Regions from separate parts of the Mus musculus genome. Here all the other regions are linked to region 1. The links are chromatin contacts, called in public HiCAR-type and promoter capture Hi-C maps. All regions are on one chromosome and are shown on one strand. Each heading gives the region's core, a stretch centred on a gene start, on an enhancer-like site or on the middle of the called end of the contact. The rest is flanking DNA. Distances are from core to core; before and after follow the strand shown.

Evidence for each region. Promoter capture Hi-C pulls out the DNA fragments that hold promoters and counts their contacts. HiCAR-type assays count read pairs that join an accessible place to other places.
Region 2: a promoter capture Hi-C map of pre-B cells shows a contact between it and region 1, with 8 times the contacts expected there. The contact joins the promoter of Ppp2r1b here to the promoter of Usp28 in region 1. A contact is called at or near these places in 2 of 39 promoter capture datasets (liver and pre-B cells) and 1 of 9 other capture datasets (liver).
Region 3: a contact with region 1 is called in a promoter capture Hi-C map of pre-B cells, with 6 times the contacts expected there. The contact joins the promoter of 1110032A03Rik here to the promoter of Usp28 in region 1. A contact is called at or near these places in 6 of 39 promoter capture datasets (cranial neural crest, embryonic stem cells, erythroid cells and 3 more), 1 of 484 Hi-C or Micro-C datasets (B cells), 3 of 115 datasets of contacts at active chromatin or transcription factors (astrocytes, cardiomyocytes and pancreatic cancer cells) and 1 of 9 other capture datasets (liver).
Region 4: a contact with region 1 is called in a promoter capture Hi-C map of hippocampal neurons, with 3 times the contacts expected there. The contact joins the promoter of Dlat here to the promoter of Usp28 in region 1. A contact is called at or near these places in 5 of 39 promoter capture datasets (cranial neural crest, embryonic stem cells, hippocampal neurons and 2 more) and 4 of 115 datasets of contacts at active chromatin or transcription factors (cardiomyocytes, embryonic forebrain, embryonic stem cells and 1 more).
Region 5: a contact with region 1 is called in a HiCAR-type map of astrocytes, with 5 times the contacts expected there. The contact joins the promoter of Nkapd1 here to the promoter of Usp28 in region 1. A contact is called at or near these places in 7 of 39 promoter capture datasets (3T3-L1-derived adipocytes, cranial neural crest, erythroid cells and 4 more), 2 of 484 Hi-C or Micro-C datasets (CD4 T cells and muscle stem cells) and 5 of 115 datasets of contacts at active chromatin or transcription factors (astrocytes, embryonic stem cells, extraembryonic endoderm stem cells and 2 more).
Region 6: a promoter capture Hi-C map of the C10 cell line shows a contact between it and region 1. The contact joins the promoter of Bco2 here to the promoter of Usp28 in region 1. A contact is called at or near these places in 6 of 39 promoter capture datasets (the 3T3-L1 cell line, the C10 cell line, cranial neural crest and 2 more) and 2 of 115 datasets of contacts at active chromatin or transcription factors (astrocytes and epiblast stem cells).
Region 7: a contact with region 1 is called in a promoter capture Hi-C map of hippocampal neurons, with 5 times the contacts expected there. The contact joins the promoter of Pts here to the promoter of Usp28 in region 1. A contact is called at or near these places in 14 of 39 promoter capture datasets (the 3T3-L1 cell line, 3T3-L1-derived adipocytes, the C10 cell line and 10 more), 4 of 484 Hi-C or Micro-C datasets (B cells, CD4 T cells, CD8 T cells and 1 more), 7 of 115 datasets of contacts at active chromatin or transcription factors (cardiomyocytes, embryonic stem cells, extraembryonic endoderm stem cells and 4 more) and 3 of 9 other capture datasets (adipose tissue, embryonic stem cells and liver).

Annotation. Positions count from the first base shown.
Region 1 is chr9:48,983,726-48,987,761 of GRCm38.p6, reverse strand. It overlaps Usp28 (ubiquitin specific peptidase 28), which reads right to left and starts at 2,377. Exons shown (of 25, transcript NM_001359739.1): 1 at 2,225-2,377. The coding sequence starts at 2,281. It overlaps Gm51673 (a long non-coding RNA gene), which reads left to right and starts at 2,633. Exons shown (of 3, transcript XR_003948157.1): 1 at 2,633-2,934; 2 at 3,258-3,346.
Region 2 is chr9:50,855,019-50,859,054 of GRCm38.p6, reverse strand. Ppp2r1b (protein phosphatase 2, regulatory subunit A, beta) reads right to left here and starts at 2,131. Exons shown (of 15, transcript NM_028614.3): 1 at 1,957-2,131; 2 at 1,129-1,219; 3 at 104-204. The coding sequence starts at 2,070.
Region 3 is chr9:50,766,225-50,770,260 of GRCm38.p6, reverse strand. 1110032A03Rik (RIKEN cDNA 1110032A03 gene) reads left to right here and starts at 2,077. Exons shown (of 4, transcript NM_023483.4): 1 at 2,077-2,403. The coding sequence starts at 2,362. It overlaps Fdxacb1 (ferredoxin-fold anticodon binding domain containing 1), which reads right to left and starts at 2,023. Exons shown (of 5, transcript NM_198675.2): 1 at 1,806-2,023; 2 at 1,417-1,573; 3 at 1-151. The coding sequence starts at 1,977.
Region 4 is chr9:50,657,600-50,661,635 of GRCm38.p6, reverse strand. It overlaps Dlat (dihydrolipoamide S-acetyltransferase (E2 component of pyruvate dehydrogenase complex)), which reads left to right and starts at 1,856. Exons shown (of 14, transcript NM_145614.4): 1 at 1,856-2,445; 2 at 2,847-2,948; 3 at 3,347-3,471; 4 at 3,638-3,791. The coding sequence starts at 2,170.
Region 5 is chr9:50,615,252-50,619,287 of GRCm38.p6, reverse strand. Nkapd1 (NKAP domain containing 1) reads left to right here and starts at 1,824. Exons shown (of 6, transcript NM_212449.2): 1 at 1,824-2,060; 2 at 3,729-3,805. The coding sequence starts at 3,737. It overlaps Pih1d2 (PIH1 domain containing 2), which reads right to left and starts at 1,967. Exons shown (of 6, transcript NM_028300.2): 1 at 1,690-1,967; 2 at 639-842. The coding sequence starts at 815.
Region 6 is chr9:50,552,811-50,556,846 of GRCm38.p6, reverse strand. It overlaps Bco2 (beta-carotene oxygenase 2), which reads left to right and starts at 1,709. Exons shown (of 12, transcript NM_133217.3): 1 at 1,709-1,826. It overlaps Il18 (interleukin 18), which reads right to left and starts at 2,147. Exons shown (of 7, transcript NM_001357221.1): 1 at 1,870-2,147.
Region 7 is chr9:50,526,562-50,530,597 of GRCm38.p6, reverse strand. Pts (6-pyruvoyl-tetrahydropterin synthase) reads left to right here and starts at 1,942. Exons shown (of 6, transcript NM_011220.3): 1 at 1,942-2,041; 2 at 3,649-3,728. The coding sequence starts at 1,962.

The DNA.
Region 1 (4,036 bases), core at 1,128-3,627:
AGCAGCACTTGCCTAGAATGCAGAGGCCCTGGGTTCCAAGTGGGAGAGCGGGGGAGGGGATTGTGTGTCCTGAATCCTCCCCCAACGAGTCAAGGGCATCAGGTTCCTAAGAAGCAAACTGACTTCAAGCTGTTTCTCCTACTCCAACAGAAAACTTCCCAGCAGGTTTTTACCTAAGGTGAGAACTGATTAAAACACAGGAAGGTGTCCTTAACTCACCAGTCTGGGGGATTCAAAGATAACCAAGTGTCGGCTCGGGTTCCAGAGCCCTCACTGAAATCCTGGAGAGCCTATACATAGTTTTGTCTGTCCTTTGTACAAATGACCAACTGGGGAAGGGAAAACGTGGCAAGTTTTAAATAGCTCCTGAGTGTCGGGGGAGGATAGCTCCTCTCAACTATATTAAACATCTTTTAAGGGAAAGGAGAAAGCCTTGTGAAGTCAAAAGAAAGAATCCGTCCTACACGGAGCTTATCAAGAGGAAGAAGTTATTAATACTCTCATGAAATGTCAAAGTTATGCAGCACCCACACCTTCAAGGTAACCCATGCCTCAAGCATTTTATCCTGACCTGAGAAAAAAGGGCAACGGGCTATCAAGCCTTCAAAGCTTATCATCTGTCAGCCTGGGGCAAAATCTCTGGGAATACTAACCAGTAAATGTCATCACTCCGCAGGTCGCCCGCCCAGAATCAGGCTACTGCAGCTAGCCACAGCCTGGGAGTGCCAAACCTTCCCAAAATAGCTCTGACTTTATACACAATGCTCAAACACCTTACATGCAAACCCTCAAATAGAGAGTGCTCAACTACCGGTCACTCCTCAGCAGCCTGTGACAGAGGTAAATGAAAATACCACTGATCGAAAGGCATGTGGTCTTAAATGACGGGCCCAGAACAAATTTAAATATGACTTGCTCTCCCTCAAAATAGTATCAATATGACTGTCTCAAAACCAAATCTCACCACCTGTTTATAAGTCACTGTCCCCAACACAAGTAGACTTGTGGGGAGGAAAACAGAGAAAAATACAGACCCAATGTCCAAAAGACACTGTTGAGTAATAAACAATTTTTATCTGATCGCCAAAAAAAAAAAAAAAAAAAAATCCACCTACTTTCATTTTACAGGCCAAGACTTAGAGATATCTTTTTCTACATGAATTTTAAAGAGCCTGCTATGTTTTAAACTTGTAGTCTGGGGGTGTAGTGCTTGATTATCTCATGCGATAGGCCCTAGGCTTGATCCTCAGCACCTCAAATTATTAAAATTTAACTATAGAAGACATTAATTATAGAATTTAATTATAGAGTTTTTCTTAGCAGTATCTCAAATTTTTATTCTAAATATTTTATAAATTTTCTCGACTGCAAACTCGGTATTTGAATCCTTGGTATAGGTTTTCCATTTTGTCATTTAAAAAGTGCAGTTCTTGAGGGACGAGGATGTTGTGTTACGTTATAACATTCCAAAGTAAAACTGGATGACAGTCTCAAATTGCCCACTTCCCAAGTTTCTTTAAAAGACATTATGAGCCTTTTGATTTTTTTTCCAAATCAGTGTTACTAAAGGCCCACCATCTAAGCCCTAAGAGCCTTGTAATATTTTTCAACCTTTTTATATTACTAGGAACATAGTAAAGTGCCTTCTATTCATTGTGCTTTTCTCTCCCCTCCTTCAAAACCTACAGTGATCAATGAGATAATTCGGGAAGCTGATTTGTTTCCGAGGGAAAAAAAGAACTGAATGAAAAGCGGGGCGGGAAAAGGGAGGAGTGGGGCTCCGGGTCTTTTTTGCACTTTGTTGATAAACGCCGGCTTTAAGTGAGATAACTTAAGTCTGCGTTAGCCTCAGAGAAGCCACTGCCATAAAACTGATTTGAGAGTCAGAACAAGGCACCGTGGCCGTGCTTTTGGGAAGTTTTTAGCTGCTGGGTCGGGCCCGGTGCACACTTCGGGGTGACCTCGCTGCCTACGATCTCACGTGCAACCCCTCCCGTTAGGGTCCCTAGCACCGGGTCCCACAATCCCGCTCGGAACCTTAGCTGGCTTATACACCCAGGCAACCTCACACAGGCTCGCGGACCCAGCCTCGCAAAGTCCCGGGAAGACCGGGTTGCTCTCGCCCTAGCCCGCAGGCCCCGGCCTCTGTCGGCCCTCGCCCGCTTGGCCCGCCGCGCCCCTCTCAGCCGGAACCCGGGCCCCGCTACCCTCACCCGCCGCTCACCGAGCCATGGCCGTCCGCCGCCCCCGCCGAGTCGTCCTGCTGCAGCTCCGCAGTCATGGCCGTGGTGTCCCTCCGCGTGTAGCCCCACTCTCGTTGTCGTCTTCGCCGCGGTCGCCACCGCCACCACCACCGCCCCCGAAGCCCGGGAGCACCGGGAGGCACCGCCCACACGTCCCGCCCCCGCCCGCGGCGCGCGATGGAAGCCCCGCCCACGCCAGCCCGCTCCCAACACTCCCCACCCACAGCACGCGGCAGAGGCTCCTCCCACGGCGTTCGCTGGATGCCCCACCCCCGCCAGCCGACTCCCACCCATCTTGCGGCTTGCGCCGGAGACCCCGCCTACATGCCCCACCCACACAGCCGAGGTTCCCTCTCCCAAGGCTCCGCCCACGCCAATTTAGAGCCCCGGTGGCCCCGCCCATACACTCTGCTCACGCCCGCAGCGTGCGCCAGAGGCGTCACCCACGCGCCCGCCCCTGGTTTGCGTGAGCCGGAGGCGGGGCGTCTTCGCGTGCTCTGGCCCACGTGACCGCAGCCGGGCACAAACTAAGGGGTCAGCGTCGCCTCGCCAGCTGTTGCTATTTCCGCCTTAGGTGCCCAGGAAGTGGGCGGTGAGGCCTCTGGGTTTCCAAGACTCCTTTTTTACTCCATCCCGCGCTTGCTGAGCCTTGCATCTGCGTCCAGCCTGCCCCCAGCTCCCCATAAGCTTGGTAAGGCTGCTGGGTTCCTTCTGCTGACAGATTTTCCCACCAGACCTCTTAGCCATTTCCTAATCTGGGGACGCGAAGAGAAACGTAGACTGACTCGAGTGGTTTGTATAAAGACAACTGAATGGCCAGGACCTTCACAGAGCTCAGCATCGTGTCTTAATCCTGAACAGTTGCCCCATGTTCCAAATTCCCGTTTTCAGGCCATGTGTGTAATAAGCTGTGTTGACTCTAGCTCATGCACTAAGCCACCTACCACCCCTTTTAATGTTTGGGAAGAGGGTTCTTATTGTTGGTGATATTGGTTTGGGTTTTTTTTGAAACAGGATGTCACGTGGATTGGACTTGCCTCAGACTGTGTAGCCGTGGTTGGCCTTAAATTCTTGGTCCTCTGCCTCCACCTGGTCAAATGATGGTAAGTCTTTACTGCCATGTTAAACTTAACACTTTGAGATGATCTCATTAAGTTCCCCAGGCTGGCTTTGAACTTTCTATACTTCTGCCTTAGTCTCCTATGTGGAATAAATTTGGGACCTGTGTCTATCAGGTCCATCCTTGTCAGGATTCTCTGAAGACAGAACCATTAGACTTGATAAAATTAGAATGGGAGGGCCCTGGAGAGATGCCTCAGTAGTTAAGAGCATTAAAAAGCACTGGCTGCTCTTCCAGAGGTCCTGTGTGTGGGAAGCCACATGTGCCGTTGCAGGGTGGCGCTGGCCACCACGCATAAGTTTGGGTAAACAACCAATGTGTACATATGCAGTAAAGTTTTTCACCAAGTCACTGCCTCGCCCGGGCATGATAATGAGGCTCCATGAGATACTGAGAGAATAACCAATCAGATGGGGGGCATGCAAATGAGGTATGATAATGAGGCTCAGTGAGGTACTGAGAGAGAATAGCCAATCAGATGAGGAACATGCAAATGAGGTGGAAAGCATAACCAATCTGGGTGTGAGACACGCCTCTCCTAGGCCTATATAAGCAGCAACAGTTCTGGGTGTGGGGGTCTTTTTGCCTCTGCAATCAAGCTCTCCCAATAAACGTGTGCAGAAGGATCCTGTTGTGGTATCTGCTTTGCTGGCGAGTCGGGCACTCACAAGAG
Region 2 (4,036 bases), core at 882-3,381, 1.9 Mb before region 1:
GAAGTCTGCATAAAATGCTGCAATGTGCCTATCACCAGTTAATAAAGGCACTGTTGATCCTACAAAGTTCTAGAAGGAGCATAGACGATAGAAAAGTACTCACCAGCAGACAGTGGGCAAAGTCAGGACCGCCCACCAAACCAGTGAAATTTCCCAGCTGCTCGGCGAGAGCTAACAGCACCTCATCTTCATCATAAATAGTATCTGAAAACAACAACAGCTGGTTACCACAGGGGCAAGGGCCACTGCGCTGGCTCTCACAGAGCGGTTGCAACTAGAATCCTAAAAGCATTTTCATCCCTCTCTAAATCACAAGTCTTTTTTTGTCAGTTTTTTTATTAGATATTTTCTTTATATACATTTCAAATTTCAAATGCTATCCCGAAAGTTCCCTATACCCCCCACCCCCGCCCTGCTCCCCTACCCACCCACTCCCACTTCTTGGCCCTGGCGTTCCCCTGTACTGGGGCATATAAAGTTTGCAAGATCAAGGGGCCTCTCTTCCCAGTGATGGCCGACTAGGCCATCTTCTGCTACATATGCAGCTAGAGACACGAGCTCCGGGGGTACTGGTTAGTTCATATTGTTGTTCCACCTATAGGGCTGCAGACCCCTTCAGCTCCTTGGGTGCTTTCTCTAGCTCCTATATTGGAGCTATATTGGAGCTGTGTTCCATCTTATAGATGACTACCACAAGTCTTCCTGAATGTTTCACACAATTATTAAGAAACTCACATCCTGGAGCTGGAGAGATGGCTCAGTGGTTAAGGGCACTGGCTGCTCTTCCAGAGAAGCAGCGTTCAATGCCCAGCACCCACATGGCAACTTAACAACTGCCTATAACTCCAGTTCCAGGGGATCTGTCACTTTCACATGCAGGCAAAACACCAATGCATATAAAATAAATCATTTACAAAGAAATCCATATTTCACATCAATCACCTTCCCACTAGCTACACGGTTTATGTTTGAGTATGTCTGACTATATGTAGCATTTCTATACACCTTGCAGAAGGCAAGGCTCAGTCTAGTACTTATCGCTACTCTAGGTAACAAACTAAGAAAATTAAATAAAAATAGTTTAAAAGCCAATAGAAATGGAGCGTGTATCTTTCAAGGGACACAAACCTGTAAGGAAAGGCAGCAGTTCCGTTCGAGTCCTTTCTACCCCGAGTGCTAGAGCTATAGTTGATAACTTCTTAATACTGTTGAGACGGAGCTTTAAAAACAAAGTGGGAGGGAGAACAAAGCAAAGAGATGATTGCAATTCTGGTCAAAGAAGCAAATAGGTGAGATACTGGGACACAGTATAATGATGAATGAGCCTTTCACTTAGATCTTAATCCTAGGAAAACTCAAGGACCGTTTAACACGTCATTAGCCAGAAGCTATCTTAGGGAGAACACTGAAGGGCCGGGGAAGAAACGAATGAATGAAAACACGCGGACAATGAGAGGGTCTGAAAAGAGAGAACTCTGGATGGAGAGAAGTGGGTGAAAGAAACGGTTAAGCACAACTCCTCCCTTTTCAGGGAAAAGTTCTATCACAACTGATGCACCACTCATCTGGGTTAATCAGCCGCCGCGCTCTTTCCACCCAACCAGCCCAGCTAGTTTGCCCGGGGACGGACACTCCGCATCACTTCAAAGGGAACGGGGGCCGGGGGCCGCTCCTCCGCTCCCGGCGGCCCCGCAGCCCGCCTGCGCTGGTCCACCCGAGGTGCGAACCGGTTCCCCGCCCACTGCCGGGAGCAGATGGACGCCACCACCCCAGAGGGTCGGAGGAGGGCAGCGGAGCTGAGACGGACCACCGCGCACCCGCCGCCCCACGCCTCCGTCCCGGGGCTGAATACGACTCTGCCACCCCGGGGGTCGCCCCCAGGGCTGAGCCGGCCTTTCCGCTTCCCTACCATGTGCGCTTCCGCCCTCGCCTCGGCTCCCCAGCCCAGCCTAGTACCTGCACGTCCTCATTGCGGAGCTCGTCGATTAAAACCGCGATCGGGTAGAGCGAATCGTCTCCATCTCCACCCGCTGCCCCCGGACCGGACCCTGGCCCTGCTGCGCCCGCCATGTTCTTCCTCCTCTGGCTGGTCGCCGCCGAAGGCCCCGTGCCCAGACCACGCCCCGCGCTCAGGCCACGCCCCGCGCTCAGGCCACGCCCCACACACAAACAGGCGGGGCTAAATCCAATCAGCCGGCTCCGAGGAACTGATGGAATCAAGTTTTTTCCCTGCGCGTGGAGGCTCCGGCCTGACCCCCATTGCTGGAACTGGAGGTCTGAACTCCAGAAGAAGGGCGGGCCGAAAAAACCAATGGAACCCCTGCATCCTTTCCCCAGCCGAAAGAAACAAGGGCAGGGATTCATCGTCTCCTTGCTGTGCTCTGAAGGAGACGGGCCTTAATGATGGATGCCGAGCCTCAAGTAGAACTCAGAGACAGGCCAGGAGGAAGAAGCTTTAACACCTCCCCCTCCACCCCAACCTCCACCCCCACCCCCAGGCTTCATGCTGGCCCTGAGCCACTGGGTCTTGGTCTTAATTTCCCCTTGGGCGACAAGCCTCTACACGCGCGCGCGCGCGCACACACACACACACACACACACACACACACACACACACACCTTCCTCTGGCCTGTTTGCCAAAATCGTGGCTGGCTCCTGCTCCTTAAGACAAATAATGAGGGCGGTGAGAGAAAATGAACAGTGCTGTCCAAACTCCCCAGTCAATATTTTTTCCACGCAAGCTGTTCAAAACATGCTGCTCTCTTGTTTTTGTGTTTCTTTTCAGTGTGGTACTGGAATGGCGCCTTCTGTTGTATTGTCTTCTCTTTTTTTTTCCTTCTTTACCAAGAAGCACAACAACCTAACATAACTGGGCCCAGTTTTACTCACCCCAGTTCGGTGCGGGTGTAAACTGGCCTCCCTAGACCTCCAGGAGTCCCCCTAAAGGACTCCAGGAGGAGGTGGGCCTGGGCCTTTTTACACAGAACTTAATGGAAAATGTTCCACTTGCCCTATGGAATGGCACAAAGTAACTATCTCTCCTTTCGACTTAGATATAAGCAACTTAGATTGGTAGCTCTGTCACAAGTTCTCAGATGACACTATTTTGTGCCTTAAGGAAATTGTCATTAATAAATGCAACTTAGGAGGTAAGTTTTTTTTTTTTTCTTTTTAAAGCATGGGATGCCTACTAGGAGATAGCCTTTCATAGTCAAAGCTTGAGAACCAACAGACTTCAGTTTGCGGTTTTTGTTTTTTCAACTTCTGTCCACGAATGAATGCTTGAAGACTCTCGTTTTATTTTGATAATTTTTAGATTCACTTACTTAAGGCATGGTCTGGACTGCTGGGGTGGCTATCTTTTTTAATTACAAAAACTGTGTATATGTGTGGTATGTACACACATGAGCCACTGAACAAGTGTAGTCAGAGGACAGCTTGCGGAGTGGGTTATCTACTTCTACCAAGTGGGTTCCAGTAACTGAACTCTGGTTGTCAGGTTTGGTGACACATGCCTTTATCCACTGAGCCATCTAGCTGGCCCCCAGGGACTACCTGAATCAGCCCTGCACAGGATTTCAGCACCCGTATTTGCGTGAGTTTCAGCACAGCTTTCATTGTTCTGGGCTCCTAAGAAATGAACAGAGGTGGAAGCTAAATGAAAAATATGTTTTTATGCACAAAATGGAAGACAGAGGGTACCATGCAATTACAGTCTCAATGGCTCTAAACAAGGTAAAAAAAAAAAAAAAAAAAAAAAGGGGGAGAAACTGGAGGCATGAGCAGAGCAAAGCCTAGAGAAGCTGAGCTTGGGCCAGCAAGCCCAGACTCCCAAAGCGTGGCTTGGCTTTAGTGTCAGACACATTTGTCATACTAAATTACAAAAATATCAACATTATTGATTTTAATAATATTGGCCTTGTGGCTTCATGTATATTTAACTTGTAAATCTGGTTTTGTAGCTGTATAAAGACTAGTTTTAAGAGAACATAATGTTGGTTTATATTTGAAAATTTAAGTAACATTTAATAATTT
Region 3 (4,036 bases), core at 828-3,327, 1.8 Mb before region 1:
ATCACTTAAAATGAACCCTCCCAGGGCTGCCATGGCAACTACTTGCCAACTGTTGTGCCACTCTCTCTGAGGCTTGTCAGCAGGCGTTCCACCTTGTCCTCTGCACAGTGTCACATGGACTTCTCCTGCCTTTGCAAGGACATCAGCACAGCTTAAGGGGGACAGACACCAGAAGTGTATCAGAGACAGAAACTACCAAGGGAATCAACAATATGCACATGGTGTAACTCTGAAATAATTAAAATTAATCTTATTTGCAGTGCTCTATGAAACCTATAGAACTCTATACCTATAGTGCTCTATAAACCTATAGCATATAAAAAGTCTACCAGTGCCCCCACAACAGCACTAGTCACCAGCTTGGCATTTGCATTGTTTTCCTGTATGCCACAGAAAGGCCAAAATCCGTAAAGCTCCTATATATAATTCACTATTTGCGTTGCTTCTTCCCATGAAAAGATTCCTTACTGCTCTCTGCCTATTCTATAGCTCAGGGCTGGGCTGAGCACTATCACCATGCACAAGGCTCTGGCTCTAATAATCACCATACACACTCATCTATACTTCAACTCCCACTTAAAATACTGCCTTTGCTAAAAGTTTCTCAACACCTATAGCCCAGTGGAGCCGAATACAGTTTGGAATACTGATGTTAAAGTACTATTTTAAATTCATAATCACTTTAAGCTGCTATTAATAGCCAGTTTATAGATTGGGGTGGGAGGAGAAGCAGGTAAGGGCTACACCTGACGACAGTTTTAACTGGTAAGCAGCGAGCTAGGATTTGAACCTAGGCCATGTGACTCTTAAATCCAATCTTGTCGTCATCAAGCTATACTGACTCTTACGATTTGCATTTTTTAAAACCTTTTTGAGGTGGGCTGAAAGATTCAGCAGTTAAGAGCACTAGCTGTTCAAAAGTTCAATTTTCAGTACCCATATGATGGCGACACCAATCAGTACTCTAGTCCCAGGGGAACCAATGTCCTCTAAGGAGGCACACAACTGTTGCACAGACATGCATGCCGACAAAACACCCATATCCATATTTAAAAACACACACACACACACACACACAATTTGGGTAATGGTGCTTGCCACCAAGCCTAGTAGCCAAAGTTCTATCTCCTGGATACACGATGGAAGGAGGACCCGCTTCTGTAAGTTGTTCTCTGACCGCCACACTCATACACACACTAATTTTTGAAAAATAAACTTGCCTTTTCCTTGTAATTTATACTTTAACATCTAGGGTTATACGTAAATCTTTAAGACAAGATTATGGTTTTCTCTGGGTTTTATCTTCTTTCCTCGTGTATTCTAGCAACTTATTTCCCCAACGACAAAGTTTGTGTGCAGTGATTTGGTTATGGGAACCTGGAAACATTTTCTATGCCAGGACTCGTCTTGCCTCACCTCTGGAAAAACTTGGCAAGCAGTTCCCTGTTCTTAGCTACTCCAGCTTTTCGTCCACAGTGCGGGAAGTTGAAATAAATTCGATCAAAATCCCTATCGTCGGCTGGCAAGGCATGTGACAGCTGGGTACAGTCCACACCAAAACGCACTTCGACACCTGGCAAGGTTTAAAGGCGTGAAATAGAGACCAAAAGACGTCTTAAGATCTGTAAACCTGGACAAACACCACCACTCAATGCATGGTTGGGTTGCCAACAATGCAGCCCAGCCCAGACCTGAGCACACACGCGCATCCGCCTGAGCGCCCCCAGGAGGCGCCCTCGAGTTCCCCGCGCGAGCCACACCCTTACGCTCCGGGCGGGCCCTCGGGGCGGGCTGGGACTTGCTACCTCGTTCGCGCAGGCGCTTTAGGTTCTCTAGCGCTACCGGATCTCCCTCCAGAGCCGCCCGGTGCTGGAAGCCGGTAGCGGTAACACTGACGCTGGGATCCAGGCCGTCGATCAGAGAAGCGGCGAAGGAGAAATTCCCCTCCCCGACCAACAGGAGGCGCCGGGGAAGCATGGTCTCCTCCGGCTTACCTGCCGGCGCTCTCCGGGGCGCACATTTCTTACGTCACTTCCTTCGCGTGGGCCTCGTCTCCCTCCCCTCCCCACTCCACCCGGCACTAAGTGATGACGCATCAACAGCTTGTTACCAGGATAAACATTTGGAGCTACTGCTCGGGAGCTTCGAGCGGGGAAGTAAAATGGAGCTCTTGGCCTTGCCCCTTCACCTTTGTGCGCCTCCAAAGGCTCGTTTTCTTTTCAGTACTCGGACGGCCCAACACGGACGGCCCTGAGCGTCTTCGCCATTCTTGCTTGAAGCATAACTGTCACTAACTGAGGGGTGAGACGAGTCCTGCGTATTCCAGAGGCTCAGGACGCTGTAACTGCACCATCTCCTGACATGGCTGTCTCCTGTTCTCTCAACCACTCAACATATCTCCAGGTGTTTATATATCCTATTTTCAAGAAGTAACATTGAACGCCTGTCTTGTTCCATAGCACTGTGAGAGCAACTAGGTGTATGGATGAACTGGAAGTGGCCTGCCTGCTGTCAGATGACAAATGCACACAGCAGAAGAGGCAACTCGAATAGAATGGGGTGTGTACCCACCGTGAGTGAAGGAATTCGGGATACTATGAATGAAGCATACACAAGGGGAAGCCCTACGAAGCTGGGGAAGGGAGACATAGATTCCCTGAAGTTAGCCTGAGCTGAAAGCTAGTTGGGGGAGGGGAGCTCGTTTTAGTTAGGTAAAAAGGATTAAAAAGGCAGAAGGAACAATGTTCATAAAATCATAGTTAAAAAAAAAAAAAAGTTATGTTTGACTGGTTGAACACAGTTGGCCGGGAGACGGACTAGCAGGTGACACTGTAGAGTTAAAAAGGAAGCCAGACCAAATTGAGTGTTTTAACCATTTAATAGCCTAGACCCTATTCTGAGAATATAGAAATATATTATAGAATATAGAAAGCCACTAAATGACAGCCAGCAGGAGGTCTCAAAATGTAAAATGAAAAACTTTGAATTCATTTGAGAAAAAATGAAGCTACTTTATTGATTTGGTAAGGGCTTTTTGTCCTTGACAATCCTGATCAGGTGACCTTCAGAAAAATCAACTTTCCTCCCAAAATCACGTTTGAAAAGACAATCTAGCACTCTAACATTGATCAGATGGGCGTGTCTATCTGGAAGTAGTTAGCTAAAAACTGAAAACCAGCCACCACAATAACCAAGTATAGCCAGCTGTGGTGGCACACACCTTTAGTCCCAGTACTTGGGAGGCAGAGGCAGGTAAATTTCTAAGTTCAAGGCCAGCCTGGTCTACAGAGTGAATTCCAGGACAGCCAGGGCTACACAGAGAGACCCTGTCTCGGAAAAAGGCCAAGTATTCCATTTCTCATTACTAATGAATGATTCCCATCTCAAGAACCCACCCTGGGCTGACCTAGCTAAAGAATACTCAAAAGACCATAAAAAAATGTAAGGATGCTCAAGAATTTGCAAAGAAATATGGGAGAAAGTGACCTATAGACTAAACTGCCATGAGTGGTCCCAGCAAGTTAGAGCACAGACCCCAAACTGTACTCAAAAAGGAGAACTCTCTGGGAAGCTGACTTGTACCACCACCTGTTGTTTGCGGCAGTTGCTAACTTTGTAGTTTTCTTAGTCAAAGGTAGTCTAGTTAACTTGTAAAATAGGACTTAAAAGTCCAGGTGTTCTAGACTGCAGAGATGGCTCAGTGGTTAAGAGCACTGACTCTTCTTCCAGAGGTCCTGAGTTCAATTCCCAGGAAGCAGATGGTGACTCACAACCTTCTGTAATGGGATCCAATGCCCTCCTTCTGATATGTCTGAAGACAGCTACACTGTAGTCATATACATAAAATAATCTTAAAAAGAAAAATCCAGGTGTTCTAAAAACAGCAACCACTATTTAAACTTTGAAGACAATATAATTTGTTTTCAAAAGCCACTTTCCTATGGAAAAAGGATTAGTCATGAATAAGATTGATGACAAGGAAACCTGATAAAAGGCTGCCTGCAGTACAAGGGACAAAAGAGACAGTGGTCTGAAC
Region 4 (4,036 bases), core at 607-3,106, 1.7 Mb before region 1:
CAATAACTGAAAGTCAAGCACTCAGCAGGATTACTGCTATACTAATTCAGAAGACAAGGAGAAACAGCACATAAGATCTTCATCTGCCTCACACATTAGTAAGTTTTGTTTTTTTTTTAATCTGATGTGTGTACCGCATCAGAAGGTCTGTTCGTGACTGCACAGCATACAAAGGTGACGTCACCAAGTGTTGATGCTGCTCAGTGACACTAGGATAGAAAATGAGGGAAAATATACAATATTTATCTGAGACCGAGTTAATTTGCTTAATTAAGTTGCATCCATTTTGTGAATGACAAACCCCATTATTTGTGACTGAAAAAAAATTACATTGTGTCTATACCCATTTTCAATAGACATTCTTTTAGGATGGACACATAGTTTAGTCCTATAAATGAGATACCCGTGTGAACTGTGCTGTCAGTCTAAAAAAAAATCGCTTAAATAGTTACTACAATACATAGAGTTGATTTATAGTTGTCAATATTGAGGATGCTGCTTCAGATAAATATGTACCATATGAGCTGGCAAGATAGCTCAGTGTTGGTCTGGAGAGATGGAGTTGGTTAGCATATACACAGAAAATAATGTCATAATTTAATATATATATATATATATATATATATATATATATATATATATATATATTATATATATACATAGAATAGGAAAATCTAGGGAGACATTTACTGGAAAATTTAGTCCTAATCTCAAACCAAAATTCACTGATTGATTTTCTATGAAATTCAAATCAGCCACGGCAATTTTAAAATCCAAATACTCATAACAATTCAACCTAAAGATTATACTACTATAATGTTTATATAGAAGGGATAACTGTGGGAAATGTCTTTCTGCAATTAAATCATTATGCTCACGTGAGAGCAGAACACTTTGTACAGTAAAACCAGTGCGAATCACACCATACACGGGGAATCTGTGCCAAGGTGTTTCAGGCAGTGTTGGCTGGCCTCGTGTGACACCGAGGGCATGGCAGTACAAAGGGCACGGGTGTCCTCACAGCCACAGCTGCAGCGACGCGGTAGGATTCAGTGTAGGCAGCAGTAGTGAGAAACAACCTAGGTTGGCGCGGCTGGGTTCGGCAGCTTTTCACTGTTGCCATTTTTTTTCTTTTGACCCCACATTGTTACTCCATAGTTTAAGAAAGGTTTCTGTTGTTGTTTTCCTATTGAATTCACAGAACTGCGGGACAGCACGACAACGACTTTCGCAAAGTTGTATCTTAAACCTTTCTTTAAAAAAAAAAAAAAAAAGAATCTCAGTATGTAGCCCAAGCTGGCCTGGCAATGAACAGCATTAAACCAGGCTGTCCTGGAATCTAGGGTTCCACCTGCCTCTGTCTCCGTAATGCTATAATTAAAGGAATGTGTGTGTGTTAAAATATTTTCGCTATTTAAGAGGATACGGTGGAAATCTGGGGGTAATAAAACTGCTTTTTACAAACAAGTATCTTTATAGAGGAAATATAATTAGTCTTCTGTGACTAACTGGAAATGTGAAAATGTACCTTTCTCTTGGCTGCCCTTCACATCATTTGGCTGAAAACCCTGCTGCTCCCGTTTCCGGTGGGTTAGGGACCTAGGACAGCCTGCACGGGGCGGGCTCTGCAGCCAAGGGTCACCCCCTGATCCCCCGTCACTCGAGGGCCTTTCCTTTCTCCAACTTTCCAAGGTGCGCCCGCACCCATCGACCTAAAGCTTTGCATTACTGTCAGCCCGGGCTCTTTTCCCCAGCTTTTTCTTAAAGCAAAGGCGGTCGTTCCCTTTGGCACCGCCTCCCTGCCCTCAGGCTGCAGCCGGTCCGACTCTCGGGTCCCTTAGAGCGGCCCTGGTCCGTACTTCCCATCCTCTGCGACACCTCTCCTAGGGCCTTTCCCGTTTCTCCCAAACGTGCACCGCCCCCGCACTGCCTCGCAGCGCCTTCGTCACCGCAGATCCTAAGCGGCAGCCTCCCGTCCCTCTCGGGTGTCTCCGACGCGTCCCCCCCGCAGAGGGGCACGGAAACCCTACGTTCCGGTCGCCCGTCCAAGCAGCCGCTTTTACGACACTGCGCGACCGCAGTGCGCGGCTGACGGCAGAGCCGCGCTGCTCTTGGAGAGGTCACTCCGGAGACGGCGGAGCCTTTGGGGCGTGGGGGTCGGTGGCAGTAATGTGGCGCGTCTGTGCGCGGAGGGCGCGGAGTGCTGTGCCCAGGGATGGGTTCAGGGCTCGGTGGGCGGCCTTGAAGGAAGGCCCCGGGGCCCCATGCGGGAGCCCGCGGATTGGCCCCGCTGCGGTCCGTTGCGGTAGTGGGATCCCCCGCTATGGGGTCCGCTCCTTGTGCGGCTGGAGCTCCGGCTCCGGCACTGTCCCGCGTAACCGCTTGCTGCGACAACTCCTGGGGTCGCCCAGCCGCCGCTCTTACAGCCTCCCTCCGCATCAGAAGGTGAGTGACCCACCCTGGAGCCTGTTGTCCTTCAGAGCCCGCTCCTTGGCGTGGGGAATCCTCCTTGAGAGGCCTCCGACAGCCAGCTCCCTCCCAGATCTATTACGGTCCCTCGCCCAAGACCTTCCCAGTGGGCATCTTTTCTATTGAAAGAGGTCTAAGCCTGCGGCTATGGGCAAAAGGTCTGAGAAGTCTCACGTGCTTTCTCAGATCCACTAGACTGACTGGAGGATCAACCTGCCTCTGAAAGTCATGAATTTCTGGAGTGCTAGATCTCCCTTTGTATCTCCAGTGAACAGTTTGAAATGTGACTCAGTAAATACTCTGCATGAACTTGGGTGGAATGAAAGCACGCCGAGGGCTAAGTATGCCTGTTTAAATGTATGCTTCTTTTTCTGCAGGTTCCATTACCTTCCCTTTCCCCTACAATGCAGGCAGGCACCATAGCCCGCTGGGAAAAAAAAGAAGGGGAAAAAATCAGTGAGGGTGATCTAATTGCAGAGGTAAGTCTTAAAACACGCAGATTTTACCTAAGGGAGTGGCTTTGCTGAATAGACTAAAGCTTAGCCTTCTGGTAGGTAGTTTCCTCTTTCTCTTTAAGAAGCAGCTCCCCTCCCACCTCCCCATTTATTAGAGATGATTGGTTAGCTACGTTGTCAGCAGCTAGCTAAATTGTTTTTGAGATCACGGTGTAACTCTGGCTGGCCTGCAATGCTCAGAGATATCCCCCCCCACCCCCAATGTTACAATGTTAGCAATGCCTAGCTTCTACCCAAAATGTTTTTAAACCGTTCTTTCAAGTCTGTGGTAGTGGGTTTTATCTTCGTATGGATTTCTAGACACATTCCAGTTAACTGCCTCTTGGCAGTACAAACCTAAGCCAGTGCTTTTGTGCTAACAGGTTGAAACTGATAAAGCCACTGTTGGGTTTGAGAGCCTGGAGGAGTGCTATATGGCCAAGATCCTTGTTCCTGAAGGGACCAGAGATGTTCCAGTTGGGTCCATCATCTGTATCACAGTTGAAAAGTGAGTAAAAACAAAAAGAAAAAAAAATCTTTGTAATTTGTGAACATTTGTTGCTTTTAAAGCATTTCAACTCAGATTGGAAGTTAAAGACATGTGAGGACTCGCTGGGAGGTTAGGGATTGGATTTGCTTTATAAATTCTATATTTATGTATTCTTTTTCTTCAGGCCTCAGGATATTGAGGCCTTTAAAAATTATACATTGGATTTGGCGGCGGCAGCTGCCCCACAGGCAGCCCCAGCTGCAGCCCCAGCTCCAGCTGCTGCCCCAGCGGCACCTTCTGCAAGCGCTCCCGGTAGCTCCTATCCTACTCATATGCAGGTAAGACTCAGCCTCTGAGTGCCGGCTCCTGGTGACTTGTTATTAATTATTTTATTGTCATTTTTCTCTATGGGTGGCTATTGTACTCTGAAAACGTGTCATTAACTATAAGTGCCTGTCATTCAGCCGTATTGAGAGATTTTAGCTGTGAAAATTATTCTTGTTGTTTCTAAGTGTGTGAGCCTGGACAGTTTCTTTAACCTTTCTCGGCTTTAGCCCAGGATACAGGATAATGCTTGGCTTTT
Region 5 (4,036 bases), core at 575-3,074, 1.6 Mb before region 1:
CTGGACCTCACAGCACCACTTCATTATTTCACTAACAGTGAAATGGAAATGTCTCCAGGCCTGAGTCTTATTAAATCAGAACCAGGAAGCTTTTAATCCCAGCACTCAGGATGCAGAGGCAGGAGGATCTCAGAGTTCAAGGCCAGCCTGGTTTACATAGCATCAGACAGTCAGGACTACTTAAAGAGACTTGTCTCAACAAACATACATTCACTGCCTCTGGGCCAGTTTGATGGCTCAGTGGATCAGAGCACCTGGCTCCAGGCTGATGGCCTGAATTCTTTCCTCACCTCATCGAAGGCGAGAGCCTGCTCCCCAGTCATCCTCTGTCCTTGCACATGCACTCTCTTGAACCCACACACATATAAAATACATTTAAAAAACCTTAATTAATTATAGCACTATTTTCCACCTATCAGGACAATAAAGTTGCATTAGGGGATTTCTAAAATACCAAGTATGAATTTCTTATTTTTACTCCTTCAGTGAAATCTTCCATGTGGTTTCATTTTCTGTTCAGAGAGTTTTAGTAAACTTCTCTTGTGTTAAAGTAGCGCTAGAAAAGGCTACTGTATCCCCTGGCTAACCCAGAGTAGTTTTACTGAAGACCTCTCCTTCCTTGCATCAGTTCTACATACTAGGATCTTGGTCTGTATGCAGAGTTGAGGTTCTGGGTTGACACAGAGCTGTTTGCCATCTTTCAACTCCTGCTGAATGAAGTTCCGGTAGCGCTCGGGGTCATTTTCAGCCAAATCATCGAGCATATTCCAGAACTGGGAAATGTGGGTAAGAAGACCCTTTGAGGACACCGTCATGATGGTGATGAGACAGGCCTTTGGAACCTGCAGAGAGACAGGACTTGAGAAAAGGCATGTAAGGTATTTACTGCCCTGTTTCTTCTTTCAGGGAAGGAGGAAGGCTTTTGCAAGTGTGCTGCGGGTCTTAACTAAAAGATTGCACACCCATACTGCTTTATCTTGGCTTTCCTACAGTCTGTGAGTAGAACCACTTCCTAAATTCCTACGTTGTACCTGTACTTCCGTCTGGTCTTCATAAATACAGAGGGAACAGAAAGGACTTTTGTTCCAATAGTTGGATATTGGCTGACTTGGTGCCTTCCAGACCTGGAATTGTGAGGTAGGGGTGTGTGTGTGTGCGTGAAAGAAAGACGGGTAGAGAGACTGGGGTCGGGGGAGACAGATACATAGACAGACAGTATAGTAGTTAAAAGTAGGCGCACTGGAGCCAGTATGCTTACGTTCTTGCAAACTTCAGACATCTATGTTGCCTTGAGCAAGCAGTGTATATACTCAAAATAAAGATGAGGGGGCTGGAGAGATGGCTCAGCGGTTAGGAGCACTGACTGCTCTTTTAGAGGTCCTGAGTTCAAATCCCAGCAACCACATGGTAGCTCACAATTCTATAATGAGATCTGGCGCCTCTTCTGACATAGAGCTATATATGCAGAACACTGTATATAATAAATAAATGAATCTTTAAAAAAAAGATAAGGATTAAGAACACTAATATTTAAAGCTGGAACATTATGTGAGAGCAATAGTCAAAGATTCCGCCCTCCTTCAATCACCCTCCTTCTGCAAAAGAGAAAGTTCCCAATATTTTTAAAAAGAGGTTTAGAGTCTTCAAATTATATATTAAAGTTAGATTAAATCAACAACGAATACACACTTAATCCAAACGTGGGGGAAACGCGCACGTCTTCTCTCAGTTTGCCGACAAACTGCGACTCCGGTTACCATGGTAACCAGTCCCGGTACACCATCTAACTGGGTCCGGAGAGCGCAAAGTAGAGCTGTGTCTCTATATCCAGTTCCGGTTCTCTTCTCCGGGTCCGGACTGGCTCCTCCGCAGGCCGTCCCGCTTGTCTCTCGGGAGAGCGCCGCCTTCCTTCCTGCACCCGTCAGCTTCCACGGCGACCGGCGAGCCCGCTCTGTGGGAGTCTCCGGTGGGAGGGAAGCGTTTCTCCGGAGCACGACTTCCGGCCCGGAAGGAAGCCGCCACCTTTTCTCCCACCCCGCCACGCGAGGCTGCGGCGCACGGTATGGGTGTGTGTGTGTGTGTGTGTTTGTGTCGGGAGGGCGTTGCGAGGGAAGGCCGCCGAGAGCGCCGGGGCTGCGGCGGGGCAGGGAGCCCGCTGACAGACATGGGGGCGCTTTCCCCCACGTCCCCTTGGAAACCTCAAGCTCCCCCCGAGGCACTCTAGATACTTCCTGGGGCCCAACGGAAGGCCGTGCCCAAGCCCTGTGTCCCCATTCTGTCCCGGGAGTGAAAGCGAGCCGCCGGGCGCCGGCCCAGCCCAGCGAGAGCGGGGAATGCCCCGGTCCGCCCGCCCGCAGGCCGCTTTCCGCGCCTGCGCCTCCTCTGGCCTGGGTCCCCGAGAGCGAGCCGCCGGGCGGGCTCGGCTGGGGGAAGGCAGCCGTAGCCTGGGCCTCGGGTGAGGAGGGCACAGTAACCGGTGGGAAGGCTGCGTTTTCACGAAGGACTCGGGTGAAGCTGCAGAGCTGCCTTTCAGCCCTGACTCCTTGGCTTCCTGGGTCGGAGGAGATCTTGTAATGGAGTGGTTCTTCGTCTCACACTAACAGGATGCCTGATTTCCTCAGGATCGAGGGGTGAGTGAGCATCGGGACAGTGGCACCAAGCCCCTGCTAGCTACACATGTGAATATCGTTGTCTTCTGGGTTTTGGAAAGTTCCGTACAGTGTAGGAAACAAAATGTCCTGAGTAGAGATATTTAGGTCATCTAAAAACTTTTTTACAATTCAGTTTATTTTTTTACTGTTGACATACGTGGTGTTTGATGCCTTCAAATCTTCGTGTTTATATCTTTGCAAGCGAATTTTGGGGAGTTTTGAGATTTGATTTCTAGCCGGGACACTAACACACCCGTTGCCTGAGTCCATGCAGCCTGGGGGCAGGTTACGGCTTTAAGGAATTTGATTTTGAGGAGTTGGGGTAGAGTCCAAACTCGGGGATCCCCATAGGTTAAAAGGCCAACCGAAAATGTCTGGGGAATCATATTGTATCTGTATCGATCACGTACAGACCTTTCCCACTTTGGTCATTATTTTAATCTCCATCGTAACATTTACATAACATTTGCATAGTTTTAAGTATTATAATTAATCTAAATACCCTCACTCATCCTAACTGGAAGAGCATGTCTGTTGGCAGGTGGTGGCAGTAAGAAGATGAGTTAAGGGCTGGCCGAGGCCACTTAAGAACCTGACTAAAAAAACAGTCCTATTTTAAAATACACAGGAGCATAGTTTCTATACAAATATTATACTAGTCTAAAAGAGGAATGAGCGCCCTAGGATTGCTTTGTGTGTGCATGGATGTCACCGAGGGACTTTATCCAGGGTAGCTCTTAGGCTAGGCAAATGCTTTACCAGGCCATACTTGGATTTAGTACCTTTAGGGTCCTGGAACTGATCCGTCATGGATCTTGACTACTTGACAGAGAATCGTGAAGACTGAATAACATGGTGCTCATGGAAAACAAATTTTGAGCAGCTTTGTGCAATTTTAAAGACTAATGTACATCATCCCTTCATCCTTACATGCACCATAGTTGGGTATCATAATGGTGAAAGGAAAATTTTCCCTTCGATTTTCTAAGTTCAGTGATTTTTTTTTCTTTCTTCACTTCTTTGTTTCTTTATAATTTACTAAAAATAAATTTATTGCATATTATTGGTTCATTTCAGATTAAAGAATGTCCCGGGTTCCGTTGGGGAAAGTCCTCTTGAGGAATGTCATCCGGCACACAGATGCTCACAATAAGGTAGGCAGTACCGCCTAGTGACTGCCAGCATTTCCTGAGGGCACACAGTAAACCATGAATTATGTAGGGAGTTAACAAAGGTGCATAAGAAACAACCATAGTTTGAAAGTACTGTAACATGAAGATACTTACAAAATGCTTTAGTGTACCAAGGAAGGAATAAAGAAATCTGCCTTGGGAAAATTAGAATGATTTCACAGAGTGAATGGTCTTTGATATTTGAATTGGTAC
Region 6 (4,036 bases), core at 460-2,959, 1.6 Mb before region 1:
ATGATAAAAATAAAAACTGGAAGTTACTATAACCTGGCTATTTTTTTATTTTTTTAAGTGTCATGCTATATGGAATCCAGGTGAATTCATGGTGTACCTGACTCAACCTCCCTACCTAGTATCAGCATTAAGGTTATATTCCAACAAGTCTGGCTGTCAAGTGGCTTTTTACCTATTAACCACATTGATTTGTAAAGTTTATGAATTATATTTAGAAGCTTTAGTTAGAGTGGATGATATGGAAAGGAAATTAGTAATGTGGGACTCAGGAGATCATGGCTTAAACATGGCTTCAGCAGGCCACTCCTATCTTATGATAATATGAAGTGGAATTTGGTCTAGAGAAGTGGTTTTCAACCTTCCAAATGCTGCAACTCTCCATTACAGTTCCTCATGTTGTTGTGACTCTCAACATAAAATTATTTTTATTTCTGATTCATAACTGTAATTTTGCTACTGTTATGAATCAGGATGTAAATATCGGTGTTTTCTGATGGTCTTAGGAGACTCCTGTGAAAGGGTTGTCTGACCCCAAACGGGTCATGACCCACAGGTTTGAGAAATGCTGGTCCAGAGGATCTCTTAGATGAAAAATTCCTCCTCTATTCAAATAAAGCACATTTATGATTTTATTAAAAATGGTCTATGAAATATATAACATTAGTTGGCTCCAAAAAAATCTATCTCCACTTTTTATCATATAGACAATTGGTCTTTTCTGTGTATATTTTCTAATATAAGAATAGGGCACCACAAGGAATTTGTATTTTTAAATTAGGCAGTATCTTTTTACCTGGATGCTTGTAAACTTGTAAATTTTCATTCCATCAAGTTACATGTTTGTTTGAGGCAGGACCTATGAAACCCTGGATGGCCTAGAACTCACTCTGTAGGCCAGGCTGTCCTTAAGCTCTCAGAGAATTCCAGCTGCTCTGCATAGATTGCTAGAATTAAAAGAAAAGAAAAAACAATAACAAAATAATGGGGTGCTGAATCTCATTTTTTGTTATTTTTGCTTCCAAGCAGTGTTTGTTATTTAGGTTCTCAAAGATACTTGTTAAAATAATAAAATTATGTACTGTGATATGTATTTATGGTCTCCTGTCTGTGCTTTATTGTGAGAGAATGCTTTTCATAAAACTAATGAATATCACCTTTAATTTCAGCACTCAGGAGGCAGAGGCATGTGGATCTCTGTGAGTTCGAGATCAGCCTGGTCTACAGAGTGAGCTCCTAGACAGCCAGGACTATACAGAAAGACCCTGTCTTGAAAACCCAGCTCAACGCAAACTAAACCAAAAACAACGCCCCTCCCACCCCAAACACCTAATGAATGTAAAAGAAAAGGGATGAGAGGAAAGGGAAAAGGGTGAGCTATTGCCTGCCAGTCTAAATTGAAACTTCATTCTGTCTGAATCATTTCAGAGGAGAGAAGTTGTACAATGAACCCCTGAATCTGGTTCCATGGACTTAGCGGCAGGTGGGGGCAAATTCCAATAAGGAATGGTTAAGGAGGGAGGCTATTATTGGTCCAATTTTAATGTCAAAGGTTAGAGTTGGTTAGGACACTTGCCATAGAACTGAGACTAAGTTAGTGTTTTGAGCCCCGCCTCTCCTTTTCCCTCCCCTCCAGTCCCATTTGATCTCAGAGCCAGGGACAACCCAGGCTCATTATTTACTTAATCAGGCCAGTGGCTGCAGATTCAGAAATCTCAAGACCTGAGTTAAGAACTGAGTTAAATACTATTTCTCAACTGTTTCTGCGTTTCCTCAGCAGCCTTCTTGACACCGCAGGGTTCTTCCTGTGGCAGTGTACCATCGCCCAGGTAGGGGACTCCCCTCTACCCGTTCCTTTCCTGGGCCACTTACCAGTCTGCAGTTGGACTGCTGCGCCCGGGGCCTGAGGATTATAGCAGGCTTCCAAAGCCTCTTTGTGTGATGCAGGCAGCACACCACAGGGGAGAAGTGAAAGCAAGCTTGTTTTACCAACCACAGGATTGGTGTACTCATCGTTGTGGGAACAGCCAGTGTTCAGTCAGCTAATGTGACGCACTGGGGCAGGATTCAGCCCAGAGATCTGATTTGTCCTGGATGCCTCAAAGGGTTTTTCTCTATCCTGAGTTTTCCCAGCTGAAAACCACTGCTTTGTATTCGGATGCAAATGTTTGGTTCTCCTATTTGCATTCTGGGGAACTGTCTCAAACCCTGTGGTTTTTGTTCTGTAGCTTTCTATTATAGTTACTACTTCAAGGATTTATTTTCAGTGATTGGTTAATTATAGAACTGCCAGAAATGGCAACAATATGCACAGTTAATTATAAAGTTATTTAACCATAGTAACTTATATAGTATGCTGTATTGTATGTAAGGCAGCATGCTAGGTGCTAGGAGTGGGGAGGTATAGCTAGACTTTGTATTCAAAGAATACTGCCAGGAGAGGTTGTAAAGTGCACTGGCCTTTTATCACACAGGACAGCAAGATAAGGGCCACCAGAAAGCTCTCCGAAGTTGTAGCGAGGAAATGGGAATTCGGTGCTTAAGAAGCAGGTGACCCAGAAATTGGAACTTGAAGGTTGAGTTGCATATGCAAGTTTCATCTGAAGGAGATGAGAAATATCCTAAGTGAAGAGAATAGAATGGTCATGAGACTAGGGAGCAATCCAGCTAGGCTGGAGTGAACAGCTAGGGTGGGCTGAGGGCCATACGAGGTCTTTAAGTGCCTCGCCTGCTCAGGTAGTTTCAACAATTACAAGTGATTTGTGATTGAATGGATGGAATTCACATGGAGGAATGAATGATGCAGCCAGATTTACATGTAGGAGATTTAATATTCACATTATTGCACTGGTGGAAAAGCATCTTCCCCGCTCATCCAGATAAATTAGAATCTCTAGACCTGATGAGAGCTGGAGGCAATTGTCTGAGGTCTCTAACCCTTAAGATGGTCCAGTGGCTCCAGGAACTCATCTCACTAAGTTTCTCTTTCCAGACTTCAACTGAGAGGCTGCCAAGAAAGAGTCAAGGGCCTGAGTTAGGCAGCAGGAAGTGACACATAGGAAGGAGAAGTTGAGGTACCAGGGCTGAGGAAGATGGGCTTCGGATAGGAAAAAATCTGTAGTCCCAGGAGAGAGACTGATGAAGACAGAGTTACCCGTGCAGAATTTTGAGCCTGGGGAATTTATATGTAAGCCACAGAGTCATCTTTTTTTCAAATTTCCCCTACTGGCCTGTGCCACTGGGGTCAGAAGAACTGTGCTGTAAGGAGAGTGAGCAAAATGAATTCAGTGCCCACAGAGAGACTGAAGCGAGATGTTTGCTGGTGGAAGAGCTGATTCAGAAGAGGAGATAAAGAGTTGAGAGTCGGGTCGAAGACATAACTGGAGAACTTACGAATCAAGATGAGATTACTAAGGGCCAACGTTGAAATTAAAGGGTAAAGGTCCAAGGTTATACTTTGACATTTCCTTGGTGATAAGAGGTCAGTAGAGGAGATTAACATTTGCTAAGTATCATTGCATTTCATTATGATGGGAGGTCTGAGTAGGAGTCATTAACCTCTCTTAACCCTTATTTTATTTTCGATAAAACTTGAGGTTTGGCAGGGTTAAGATGTTTGCCTAAAGTTACCAGCTAATGAAGAAGGAAGCTGACGGGAAGCAGAATAGTTAAACAGCAGCAAAGTTAAAAGAGCAGTTAAATGTTAGAATAGCTCATCTCCCAAGCCAAGAATGGAAACAGGCGTAAGCAGGTGGTGGCAGCCATATCAAGTACTCCATACAAAAAGTTTGAGGAGTATAATAGGATCAGTAACATGGAGCATAGAGCAGACAGATATGTAAATATAATCTAACATGAAGACGCCACAGAGATGGCTCAGTGGTTAAGGACGCTGGCTGCTGTTCTAAATGATTTGGGTTTCATTCCCAGCATGCACATGGTGGCTTACAACCATCTTTAATGGCAGTCCCCTGGAATCCAACACCCACTTCTGACCTCTGAGGGTACCAGGCATACACATGGTGCAAAGACATAAAAC
Region 7 (4,036 bases), core at 693-3,192, 1.5 Mb before region 1:
GCACCCCATGTATTTCCTCAGATCAAACATGGAGGTTTAACATAGCTTGTCTAGACATGCAGGCCCGATGGGTTCTAACTTCTGAGAAGCACGCATACCTGAATGCATCTCTTTCCTGCACATGAACCTTCACTTTATCTCAACACAGCAGTGGTACTCAGTGCATAAGTGAGAGGAAAAGGAGAATGAGAGGGCCTGCTCCTGGCTCAGCCTACAACAAGAAAGCAAGATGCAGAACGGAATGTAAGATGGCCAGGATTGGCTTCCTCCTCCTCCTCTTCCTCCTCCTCCTCTTCTTCTTCCTCCTCCTCTTCCTCCTCTTCTTCTTCCTTCTCCTCCTTTCCTTCCTGTGTGCATAGCACCAGAGAGTAGGCCACACTTATCTGGGCAAGCAAGACTCCATTATGCCTGAAAATGTTATTTTAACAGTTGGGAATTCCTTTCTCTTGGAGAAAAACTAGATGGGAGGGGAAAGGCAGGGTCTCTTTTCCGTTATATGTAGAAAGACATTTACAATTCTTCCACTACTTGGTCTTCAGTCAATATTTCCAATACACTCTCCTCCGTTTTGCATGCACCCCAAGGTAGCCAAGAATTTGTCACTGTGCATTAAGCAAGCTACGTTTCCACATTTCCTTTGCTTAAACTCTTTCCTCTTGGGATTTTCTATTTACCCATCTGTTGGACTCCTTAAAACCCATCTCAGACTAATTTGCTCTTGGAAGCTTTCTTTTACTCTCTGACACAGAAATGGTAATTTTTCACTTGACATATTATTTGTTGGACTGCCCCCATTAAACTGAATTTTCAGATAACAGGGACCATTTTGTTGTTCTGAAGTACATGTGTCTAATACTTAAAGCATCTGGGATTAAGGTCTTAACTGTGGTGGTAATGCAGGCCCTTAATCCGAGCATTTGTGAGGCAGAGGGGCAGAGGCAGGTGAGTTCCAAGCCAGTCTGGTCTACAGACCAAGTTCCAGGACAGCCAAAGATACTTGGGTAAACATTTTTTTTAATTTAGTTTTTAAAATTTAATTAATGGATGGGTGATGTGGGGGCTGCCTTGCCAAAGGTGTCCATTTGAATTATGTATAGGATTTTATCCTTTTGAGACGGACCTTGAGCTTGTCACCCTCCTGCTTCAGCCTCAGTGCTGGGATCACTGATATATGCCATCTCTGACTGACAACATTTAATAGAAGCTAACCTTCTGAGACAAATATCTAAACACAGAACCAGCAAATGTTGCACAAGAGCGGTTGGGATTACACTGGAATACCTTTCCATTTCAAAAACTCTGAAAGCCAGGAATCTAAAACCAGGAACAGCGTATTCCTTCTGAGGGCTCTGAACGGTGAATCTGTTTTCTGGCTGTCTCTGGTTTGAGGAAGTCTCTTTGTATGACATTCTCTCACTTGGATATTGAGATGTCAAAATTTTCCTTTATTTTCCACTTAAGCTAGTGTTTTACTATGTTGCCTAGAACAGATCGGGACTCCTAAAATCAATGCCCCAGCTTCAGCCTGCAGGGTAACTCTAATGACAGTGCATTGCCATCCTTAGCTGGGGTTTCTTTTTGGTTAAGGACACTTTCAATGTGGTACCGGGCTGGAGAACATCTGATAAGGGCACCCAGACATTGGATTTGTCAAACCCAGGACTGTCAAAAATGAAGCGAAAGAAGAAGACACAAACTAACCTGGCAATTTAAAAATCCAGGCCTCTGGCTTCTCACCCACCCACTGGCCCCAGGTATTTCTGACTGCCTAGCGAAGACTGAACAGCAGGGGGCGCTAGTGTTTGCCTCCAAGTCGGCCGAAGGGTGCCGCGAGTCGAAACCACTCCCAGGAGTGCTTTCGGCAGGGAGGGCCGAGTTTGCACTGCGCAGCCGCGGGGGCGGGACTGGCCTCGGTCCCGGAAGCCGGAACCGCTAGCTTGTGAGTCTTCGGTCCGAAGACCATGAGCGCGGCGGGTGACCTTCGTCGCCGCGCGCGACTGTCGCGCCTCGTGTCCTTCAGCGCGAGCCACCGGCTGCACAGGTGGGGTGTGCCCACGTGTGTCACCGCACGCGCGGGTCTTGTCCCGCTATGTCCCTGGGGGGCGTGGCCACGCGCGTGGGTTAGAGCCGAGCTGGGGCGGGCCGAAGAGGAAATGGTGAAGGTGCGGAGCTGCACTACCGGCACTCACCCGGGAGAGGGCGGTATAGCTCCGATCCCGGAGGATCCACTCTGGAGAGTTTCCCTCCAGAGGTTGCCCACATCCAGAGGTACAATGACAGGAGCATGGGCTACCGGGTGCAACCCAAGGTAGTTTTCATCCCCCTTTTACCAAAAAAGTAAAACCAGCCTTGATACTTTCCAAAGGAGCAACACAGTCGGGAATTGAATCCCAGAGAAACAAGACCGCACCTGAGAGTTGGTTTCAAAGGGAGCTTCGTTACTCACTTGAAGGTTTGCTCTTTGGATCTGCATGTCATCATCAGAGAACGGCCTTTTCTAACAACAGGGTTGTCATAGGGAACAGCTGACACTTGTCATCCCTCTACCCCCACCCCTCCGTGTGGTCAAGTTGGGTACAGTGAGAATTTTCTTCAAAAGTCTTGTGAGCTGTACTGCTCTAAGTGCGCAGTAGGAGAGAGTGAAGGGGATAAGAAAGAGTTTAAAGAATTTAAATAAAAAGTTGTGTTTGTGTGTGCTTGTGTGCTGTGTGCACAGCTTGCACGAAAGAGTCTGTGGAAGCCAAAAGAGGATTCCTTGAAACTGGAGTTACAGGCTTCTGAGCTGTCACGTGGGTGGGCTGGGACCTGAACCCTGGTCTTCTGCAGTAGCAGTAAGCACTCTTAACTGCTAAGCCATCCTTCCGGCCTCTCAAAAGGGATTTTTATAATAGGAAGCTTACACACAAGGTTAGTAAGGATGCACAGATAAGTTGACTGATACAGATTCATTAAGCTAATTGTTTTCTGTCTGGAATGACAGCCATGTGTAGTAAGTTTAAAGTTTCACCTGACTTGAGTGTCCTGGAACACATTGGTAAGGTTTCCACTAGGCAACTGCTGAGGCAGAGGAGGGCAAGATTGTGAAAAGAAGAGCCTGAGGTCATTATTTGTCAGGAGGAATGACGTTTTTAAGCCGCTGGAGGATATGTATGTCTTCGTGCTTATCACTGCTCCTTGCTTCATCTCTTATCCCATAGCTAATACTCAGGGCTTGTTGAATTGGAAGGTGGAGCCGGGATGTAGCACAGTAGGTAGAGTGCTTGACTACACAGTGCCTGCTTACATAGATCTCAGGACTTGGGAGGTGGAGGCAAGAGGGTCAGAAGTTGGAAGTCGTGCTAAGTTACCTAGTGAGTTTGAGGCCAGCCAGGGATAGAGGAGACCTCGACAGAGAGAGGGCAGGAGAGACAGTGCTGACTATGGGCAGAGTTGTTGACATCTTACTGTGGACTAAGTGGGTTGAGATGAAGGTCTTGGATGATTTATGTGGTAATCTAGTTTAATTAGAGAGTGGAGTGTTGGTTCTTGATAGAAACGGGGATCATGATATGCAAGCGATCTAACCAGTTGATCATCTACAGTGACATGAAATTGTAGAGTTTTCTGGACGTCTGAACTTCGGGCTGACCTCTATCTTTCTCCTGTCAGCCCATCTCTGAGCGATGAAGAGAACTTAAGAGTGTTTGGGAAATGCAACAATCCGAATGGCCACGGGCACAACTATAAAGGTGAGGGAGGGGCACATTCCCTCCTAGCCTGTTGGGAAGAAGGACGAGGGGGCTGGGAGCCAGACGCTTCCGGGACAGGGTCAGGGCTCTGAGCCCTTCAGTGGAAATTCAAGACAGAGTCATTGTCTTGGTTGGATGGGTGTTCTGGTTTACCTCACAATTGTCTACCATGTTAAAGACAGTAGAAAACAACAACAAAATGAGTTAAAGCATTTTCTTTGACATTCAAATGCATAATAAAACTGCCATTCGCTGTTTCCTTTTAATTATGTTGGGCTAAAACTAATGTTAAAATTTGATTATAGTGA